Regions from separate parts of the Ostrinia nubilalis genome. Here region 2 is linked to region 1. The links are chromatin contacts, called in public Hi-C maps. All regions are on one chromosome and are shown on one strand. Each heading gives the region's core, a stretch centred on a gene start, on an enhancer-like site or on the middle of the called end of the contact. The rest is flanking DNA. Distances are from core to core; before and after follow the strand shown. Region 1 holds the start of LOC135077728. Region 2 holds the start of LOC135077696 (NADH dehydrogenase [ubiquinone] flavoprotein 2, mitochondrial).

Region 1 (4,010 bases), core at 592-3,091:
CACACCACATACTCCACAGCCAAGGCACTGCGAAAAGTGTGTCTATAAAATCAGTGTGGATACATTGCCGGCGTTGAACTACGCGAGACGAATCTTTTGAGTTTCCGCTGTAGTAAACATTCGATGGATCGGAAACAATACAGATGCCTCGCGGACAGAAGTATTAAGAGACTTCTGCAAAGAGCGGTACAGAATGAGGAATCTAGTTATGGGATTTAACTCCCTTGGCACCGTTTGACAAAAACCAATAGTAATATATCTAGCCCATAGAAGAAAACGAATACCTTGCATTCTTCTATCAATCTGGCAGAATGGAAATATAAAAAACATTGTAGTTTTGTTGTCGAGGAAGGGATGATTGACCCGTAGCTGAATAAAGAGCTAATTAAAGAAAATAATAAGTAACAGGTTCTTCAATATTTCCGATTTATGATAGAAAATGTTCGACCAACTAGGTGACCAGTTGACCAGAAAAAAAACCCATAATAATTTGATTTTTCCTTTACCCGCTTGGACATGAATACAAACAAAGGCATGGCAAGCAACATTGATCAGCTTCAGCATTCATCAAAAGAAAGAATAATTTCGCTAATGATAATGCATCATCCATCCTTGTAGTAATAATACAAAAAGATCAGAAGAAACCTAGACAAGGTGAACCAAGCAAAGATATTTGCTGCAAAAATAGAATTTTGCGATGTTGTAACTTATGAACATTTGCGGATAAGAAATAGATACAAAGAAACTAAAAAAATACCAGGCTAGATAGAACTAGCTAGTCAAATCTTGATCGATAGACGGATAGCCTAAATCCCACTACCAGTGCTCAGAGTTCAGACTAGCACGAAACTAAAGCGGTTTGGCAACGTAGCGGAATGATGAACTTCGCTGTAATGTCGTTTACGCTTACGCGTCTAGCTAGTACGGCAACGACAATGAGAGTTGGATAAATTCGCACACATTACAGAGCTGCTGCAGCATGGGATTGACAGCTGTCAAATCTCATTCATGTTATCAACTGGCAATGTCAGGCAGTTCCATTAGTCAAGAGTTACCTGAATTTTATCTAGACCTGTATGTACGAAATAAATTGCTCGTAGGAAGAGCGGCAACAGCGCGTCCGTGCCGATAGGTACCAAAGTAAATTATTCGTCGACGTTGCCATGTAGGCGTTTCATACAACCAATCCAACTTCAAGTCCAGCAATGACTAGTTGTTTGTTGTGATCATTTTTAATAAATTAGTTTATTTTATATTTTTGTCTTTCTTTTCAATATCGTATTGTTCATAAAGTTCTCATTTTCTACTCGAGCTGATTCAACGCATGGAAAATTGTGCTTTATTGCTTCTTCATAAGGTACAATTTGGTATATCCTATAATAATATATTTGTCTAGAAAACTTCGACTGACTAGAAAAATACCTAGATATTAATAAATAAGCAGGTATCATTAACCTGTTTTAGAATACTAAAGTAATATAATATAAATACCCCTAAAGTCTGAAAACCCATGTTCTTTCATCTCGTGTAAAAGAAGAATATTTTCAAAAGAAGAATGACCAAAAATAAAATGGAGATGGCAAGCTGAAATAAAAAAAAACATCGTTAGTAGGTACACTCACCTCCAGAAGTTGCAGGTGATGTCCAGACAGTTCTCAACAAGTTCAGCTGGCGCAGCGCTTATTCTTTCCGACCTTGCTCCGCGCGGCGAAGATAGCGAAATGCACAACAAAACATTCCCCGACTGTCTCACGCTAGCGACCGGGGAGCGAGGGACCGGCCGCCATTTTGTTGAATGTCAAGTCGCGAGTTAGAGCGAGATAGATAGAGGCAAATATTCACATAACCTCACAACTTACATCAATAATTGTTTCAAATCAGAAGAAACGTCTGTGTAGGTAGTCTTAAATCTTGTAAGTTCTTCCAGTTTGTAATTAAATAATTTTGAAGATAATCTTTTAGATCTTATCGATTTTTCAAATCTTGGGTGCTTTATTTTTAGCTTTTCCACTTCTTGTATTGATTTTTGACAGAAACAGTCAACTGTTTAAAGAACTTTTACTTTTTCTGTCATTATCACACTATTCATTCAACTGGCCAGTCCAGATTAGAAAAACTGATGTTCCAAAATAAATTCAAAAATAATTGGAATTAAAAGGGAACTTCAGAACTACAGTAGCTTCTTCCGGTTCAAAAGGGTCATATTTTTAACCGTCTCTCTTTGAAACCTAGCGTCAATGTTCCATAATGATTTGTAAGTTCACTTCACTTCTATTTAAAATGAATACTATTCAATTAAAATTTATTTCTCATACTACCCTTTCTTTACTTTGTAACATCAAACCAAGATCTCGAGTTTAGTAATGACATCTGTTATGCTGATGTTGAACTAACACAAAATAAGAAAATAAACGTACTATTTATTGTTATATTTTACTATCCGTATACGAATTTTCGAAGCTCTGTCCGTTATATTGTAGTTAATGAACAATAACACGATTATTTAATATTATGTATAGTATTCTCTTACTAGTAAATCAAGATGACTTTCACACGTAAAAGCGATAATTCCGAAATCCGAACCGAGGCCGCGAGGATCAGTCTGAACGAAGTTTCTACAAATATTGTAAGATGGCGCTAACAGACTGGAAGTGGAATTTTACCTAATAATAAAAATCATTGTGATATGTATGTTGCAAATAAACTTAATTAAAAATAAGTCGTTCTACGTAAAAAACACAATTTAATTAAATTCTTAAATAATAAATAAGCAATAGACTCAGAGAATAAACATGAAATCTTTGAGTCCTAAGAAATTAAAAAAAATTCTCTCTTCTGTCACTCACTGTCATTGTGAAATGTCATCGTGTTATTTGTAAACAAACAGAACGGTTCCTATGAAATTCCAGTTTTTTGTAAATAATTAGTGAAGTGAATAATTTAAATGAAATGTTTTTAGAAGAGGCAAAAAAATTAAACATTTAAGATGTTTCTTGGCATGCTGGCGCAGTTTAAAACGGTTGAATTTCTTTTTATCTCTACTGTTCTATATTTCATAAGCTAATTTATTTTTAAATCATCTTTAGTGATCTCTACCATGATTTCAGACCATCAAGGCATTAAACCGTTACTCAGTGATCTTGCCTCATCGCTTATTCAGCCAAGCACTAGATAATACGTATACAGAACAACAGAAAGAAAAAATCCTGCAAGTTATCAATGAAGCCGATAATAACATGCTGTCTAGGTAATTAATTATAACATACTAACAATTTAATAATGGAAAATAATCCTGACTTTAACTAACCATTCTTCTCTGAAGTGGTTTCTTAGGCCACTTAAAACAAATTGAACTTCAGAGTTAACCTTAAAATTACCTGAACAACAACAACCTACCAACATAAATTATTTTTACTAATGCAAGTTTTGGTTATTTTGGAACTGAATAGTGCAGAGTAAAATTTCCAAGATTGTTAATATCCATAATTTATTCCTTTCTAGGTATGAAATACCAAAATCTAGAATAAAAAAGGTTTCCCAGTGGAAGGATACTTATGGTGGCTTAAAATCTATCTCTGACATACACTTGATAGATGGGTTCTCAGACAAAAGTGCCAAAAAACTGTTCGATAGTATATTAGATGGACCGAGCGAACCACCAACAGTTTCAAAGGCCAGCAGTAAAATTAAAGGCCAGATATTACAACCGACACTGAATGAGTCTACTAGACAGGTGTTTTTTTTTTATGTTAATGATTTCTGCAATCAGTCGGCAGACTATAATCAGATATGTTGAGTGTCATTTTATTATTAAAGAGCAGCTGGCCTATGCCTAAGCTGTCTTCTTAAATTACGTGGTTTCTTTTTAGCCCTTTAACCACGTTGTCGTTCTCCAGTAAGTAAAAAAGACAGGTGAATTTGTTTCTAACATCTATGAAATAATATGTTATTTTGCCTTCTACTTTATGCATTACGTGCTGGCCTGTGATGTTTCTTAAGATTTTTTTTAA
Region 2 (4,454 bases), core at 214-2,713, 200 kb after region 1:
TAAACAGTTCCTATTCCTACCTACGTGTATAAAATATGCTAATTGCTTACCTAAGTTTTATTGATATAATGCCCATTTTCACCATCAATCCCTAATTTTTAAGTGACCCCCATGAAAACAAAATTCCTGATAAGTGTTACAATAGAGATCACTTAAAAATTAGGGATTGATGGTGAAAACGGGCATAATTTACTTAGGGACTCGAAAACGTCCATGCGACGAGTACAAATTTTTTTTTTTTTCAATCCACGAGATTCGAACCCGTAACTGCCGAAGTCGCCTTAGTCAGGTACACACCAGTCCAAAAGCTGAAACAGTTAAAATAAACACCACATTCTTGTAACCCATGTGTGACTGTAGCATTAGTGTAGGTACACATAATCGAAATTTAGAGCACGCTGGCCTATATGCAGCTATGTGGTCCATTTTTGGTGCAAGCGACGCGAATGGGTGCGGCAGTTGCCATGGCGACTGAGTCGTTGTTTTGCCGATCGGGCTTTGTCTACTCATTCATTTTGTCTTATTTTACTTTTTTCGCACGAAAATATAGGCACATGCACATGGCACAAGCAGACAATGCCTTTTTAGGCTCTATGTTTGCGTTGGGCTGAACTAAAAAGTAGATCTATGATGTAGGATAGCTTAGGTACTGATGGGTTTTTAAAATGTTTATTAGAAACGGAACGCTATTCTGCTTGAGAAAGTGCTAAATAATTAAAAAAAAATTAAGAAATACTTACTTATCTACCTAAAGTTTATGTTACATGTGCGATTACTTAGATCACTTGACGACTGTATTGTCATTGTTCCTTACTGCTCCACTTAAGAATTCTGAAAAGTTTTAATTTTATCGATTACATACTTGCATAAATTATTGTTAGCGATTATGTAATACTTGGTTAATTATCTAATTAACCTACCTACCATACAACTTAACAGATAGCTATAAAAAAGAGTAGGTAATTTACATTAATAAAGTAGTGTATATAGTATGTGCTTACTAAATTCATAATTTTTTCTTACACTGTAAGCTGTAACTGGAATGAACATAACTAAAAATAATTTATACAAATGGAACTAATATTACTGTAAAATAGTTAGTAATGGACTTCAAATACTTATCTATAATTTATTGAAAGCTAATAATTATTTTCAACCTGTCAGTAATATTTTTACAGCAAATTGCTAAACTGCAAAGTTTTTTCAAACTTTGGCGCTTTTTTATAACACGAAGTTAGCCACATTACGAAAATCGTTCGGAAAGTTCTACATGCATTTACTTACTCTACGTAATATCCATCTCAATGTGATTAAATTGACTTGTACGAGTATGTACCGTAATTAATTAGTATAAGTTATGAATGTGATTAAATTAATACAAAATATGGATAAAAGTGTGCAAAGTCCTAAAAATCTGTCTGTTGTGCACACATTTTCGTCCAGAAACAGCTGCCATCTGGTGAGCGGTCTGAAGTTACCAACAGGTCCGCTTGTTCGCGAACAGTGTTTCGCAATAACTTTTATAAAAATTACAAGAAAACAACAGTAAATCATGTTGTCCAGCCTCAGAACTGGAGTTCAGGGCTTGGTGCGTGTCCTAAAATATTGTGTGCAAGTGTTTAACTTTGTAAACAAACGGGTTATATAATAACAATTTGACACTTGCCCGATCATAACCAACTCGTAATGTTTGTTTCCAGTGGCGCACTACTTCCAGGGCCCTGCAGACCAGCTCGACCCTGCAGCATGACAGTCTTTTCGTCCACCGAGACACCCCTGAGGACAACCCTAACATACCGTTCGAGTTTACTCCACAGAACCAAAAGGTAACCTTCATTTGTTTTGATTAGTACAACATCCTTCTTTTTCGTTTGAATGGATCTTTTCTCAACCTTTTATCACGGCTTTTATGAATGTTATGTCATCTAATAACTTTACTGTGTGTACTAAAGATAATAAATAAGAATTTCGAGTATTACTCCAATGATAAATCCAATATTTTCTGTAGTAAAACCACTGTCTTTTCAACCGACTTCAAAAAAAGGAGGAGGTTCTCAATTCGACCCGTATGTTTTTTTTCTATGTTTGTTACGCGATAACTCCGCCAATTATGAACCGATTTGAACAAATCTTTTTTCGGCGTATAGGTAATACCTCAAGGGTGGTCCCATTTAAATTTAATAATAAAAATTTTATAAAAAAAAATAAAACCGACTCCAAAAAACCTACACTAAAACGTAGAAAAATAATTACTAATTACCTACTTATTTATTAGGACGAATTATTAATATTTATGTAGGTATACCATGATTGATACTTCTGGAGTCGGTGCCAAGATTATGAAACATGTAAAGTTTGCCTGCACCGACTCCAAAAGTATCAATCATGGTATACCTACATAAATATTAATAATTCGTCCTAATAAATAAGTAGGTAATTAGTAATTATTTTTCTACGTTTTAGTGTAGGTTTTTTGGAGTCGGTTTTATTTTTTTTTATAAAATTTTACTTATTTCTTGCTTTTTAGTTAACTAATTATTACCTTGATGTTACCACTGAAGGTAGGCAGTAGGTACACTGAGACCAAAAAAAATTGGTTCATAATCGGCGGAGATATTGCGTATAAAAAAGTTCATCCCCAATTTTCCACCCTTGGGGGTGAAATATTTTCTTCAAATTCGCATGAAACCACCCTTTTGATAATACCTATTCAACAAAAAAATAATCGTTCAAATTGGTTTATAATCGGCGGAGGTATTGCGTATAAAAAAGTTCATCCCCAATTTTCCACCCTTGGGGGTTGTTTTTTTTATTATTAAATTTAAATGGGACCACCCTTGAGGTATTACCTATACGCCGAAAAAAGATTTGTTTAAATCGGTTCATAATTGGCGGAGTTATCGCGTAACAAATATAGAAAAAAAAAAAAAAAAAAAAAAAAAAAAACATACGGGTCGAATTGAGAACCTCCTCCTTTTTTGAAGTCGGTTGAAAAAAACAACCCCCAAGGGTGGAAAATTGGGGATGAACTTTTTTATACGCAATATTTAGTTTTTTTTTGTGTTCACGCATTTTTATTGATTCATTAACATTGTTAAACTTTTTACTAAATAATTTTATTTGCTAAGATTTTTTTCAATGTATTATTATTCTAAGAACTATATTCTCACAGAATAACTCACTGTATTCTCACAGAAGTTGTCACAATGTTTAATTGTTTTTAACATAACTTTTCAGAGGGTGGAAGCACTCCTAGCAATTTATCCTGAAGGACACAAGAGAGGTGCCATGATTCCTCTACTAGACTTGGCCCAGCGTCAGGCAGGAGGCTGGCTGCCAATCTCTGCGATGCACAAAGTAGCGGAAGTCCTCAATTTACCTCGCATGAGAGTCTACGAAGTTGCTACATTCTACACCATGTTTATTAGGTAGTATTTTAGCTAGCAAGTTATTATATTTTTTTGTTTATGTTACGAAAATACTAATCCGGGCCCTCCACAAAATTTTGTTGGACACCCCTGTTCTAACTATTGAAATTTAAATATTTTTTTCTGAGTAACATCTCTTACTCTAGAGCCTCAGGTAACTAATCAGAGCTTTCCTGCTAAATAGTTTTACCTGCGTGATTCTGACCTGTCAACTGACTATTTGACTAATTTTATAAATAGCAATGGAGCCTAATATCACTAAAAATTTTTGTTGATTACTTAATGTATTTTGTTTGAATAATGAATGACTGAAAGAAATGATCAAAGGATTTCTACTTGTTATTAACAAGTCATAAACAGTTCTTAAATGATAGGAATAAAGTTAAACTATGCTACATACCTAAATAAAATACTTAATGTAGAATATAATTATTTTTGTAAAAAGATGGTTAGACTTACAGATAAAATAACCCAATTAGATTTTTTACAAAATATTGTAATAACATGCATATCAATCGTATTTCAGGAGACCAATAGGCAAATACCACGTACAAGTGTGCACCACCACCCCTTGTTGGCTGCGGGGCTCGGACGCTGTGCTGAACGCTATCAAAGAAGCAACTGGCTGTGAAGTGGGAGGCAACAGCCCTTGCGGAAAGTTCTCCATTTCTGAGGTAGATATCAGGGATGTTCTGGATATCTGTAACCGTAACCGAAACCGGTATAATATTATTCCTGATTATTCCTATATCCGTAACCGTATCCATAACCATCTAGTAGAAATCCATTTAGTAATAACTTTTGTTTAATCATATGAATAAGATCAAAAGCTATATTAAACTGCTGAAGCATTGGGGGAGGCCTATGTTCAGCAGTGGACGTCCTATGGCTGAGATGATGATGATGATGAACTATACATAGATCAGCATTGTAAGAGCTTCCAGTTCCAGAAAGGTTCTAGTCTGTTTTTTTTCATCTGAGTATTGAACAAAGGGCCTTATTTAAATGAAATGATGATGAAATTAA

What was found. A called contact is a pair of places that touch in the nucleus more often than the background predicts.
Region 2: a Hi-C map of whole body shows a contact between it and region 1, with 5 times the contacts expected there. The contact joins the promoter of LOC135077696 here to the promoter of LOC135077728 in region 1. A contact is called at or near these places in 4 of 5 Hi-C or Micro-C datasets (whole body and whole larva).

The regions. Positions count from the first base shown.
Region 1 is chr13:13,186,564-13,190,573 of ilOstNubi1.1, forward strand. It overlaps LOC135077728, which reads left to right and starts at 1,842. Exons shown (of 7, transcript XM_063972303.1): 1 at 1,842-1,913; 2 at 3,108-3,247; 3 at 3,502-3,733. The coding sequence starts at 3,237. It overlaps LOC135077715 (activating transcription factor 7-interacting protein 1), which reads right to left and starts at 1,718. Exons shown (of 4, transcript XM_063972285.1): 1 at 1,623-1,718.
Region 2 is chr13:13,383,639-13,388,092 of ilOstNubi1.1, forward strand. It overlaps LOC135077696 (NADH dehydrogenase [ubiquinone] flavoprotein 2, mitochondrial), which reads left to right and starts at 1,464. Exons shown (of 7, transcript XM_063972267.1): 1 at 1,464-1,588; 2 at 1,701-1,826; 3 at 3,238-3,428; 4 at 3,955-4,102. The coding sequence starts at 1,553.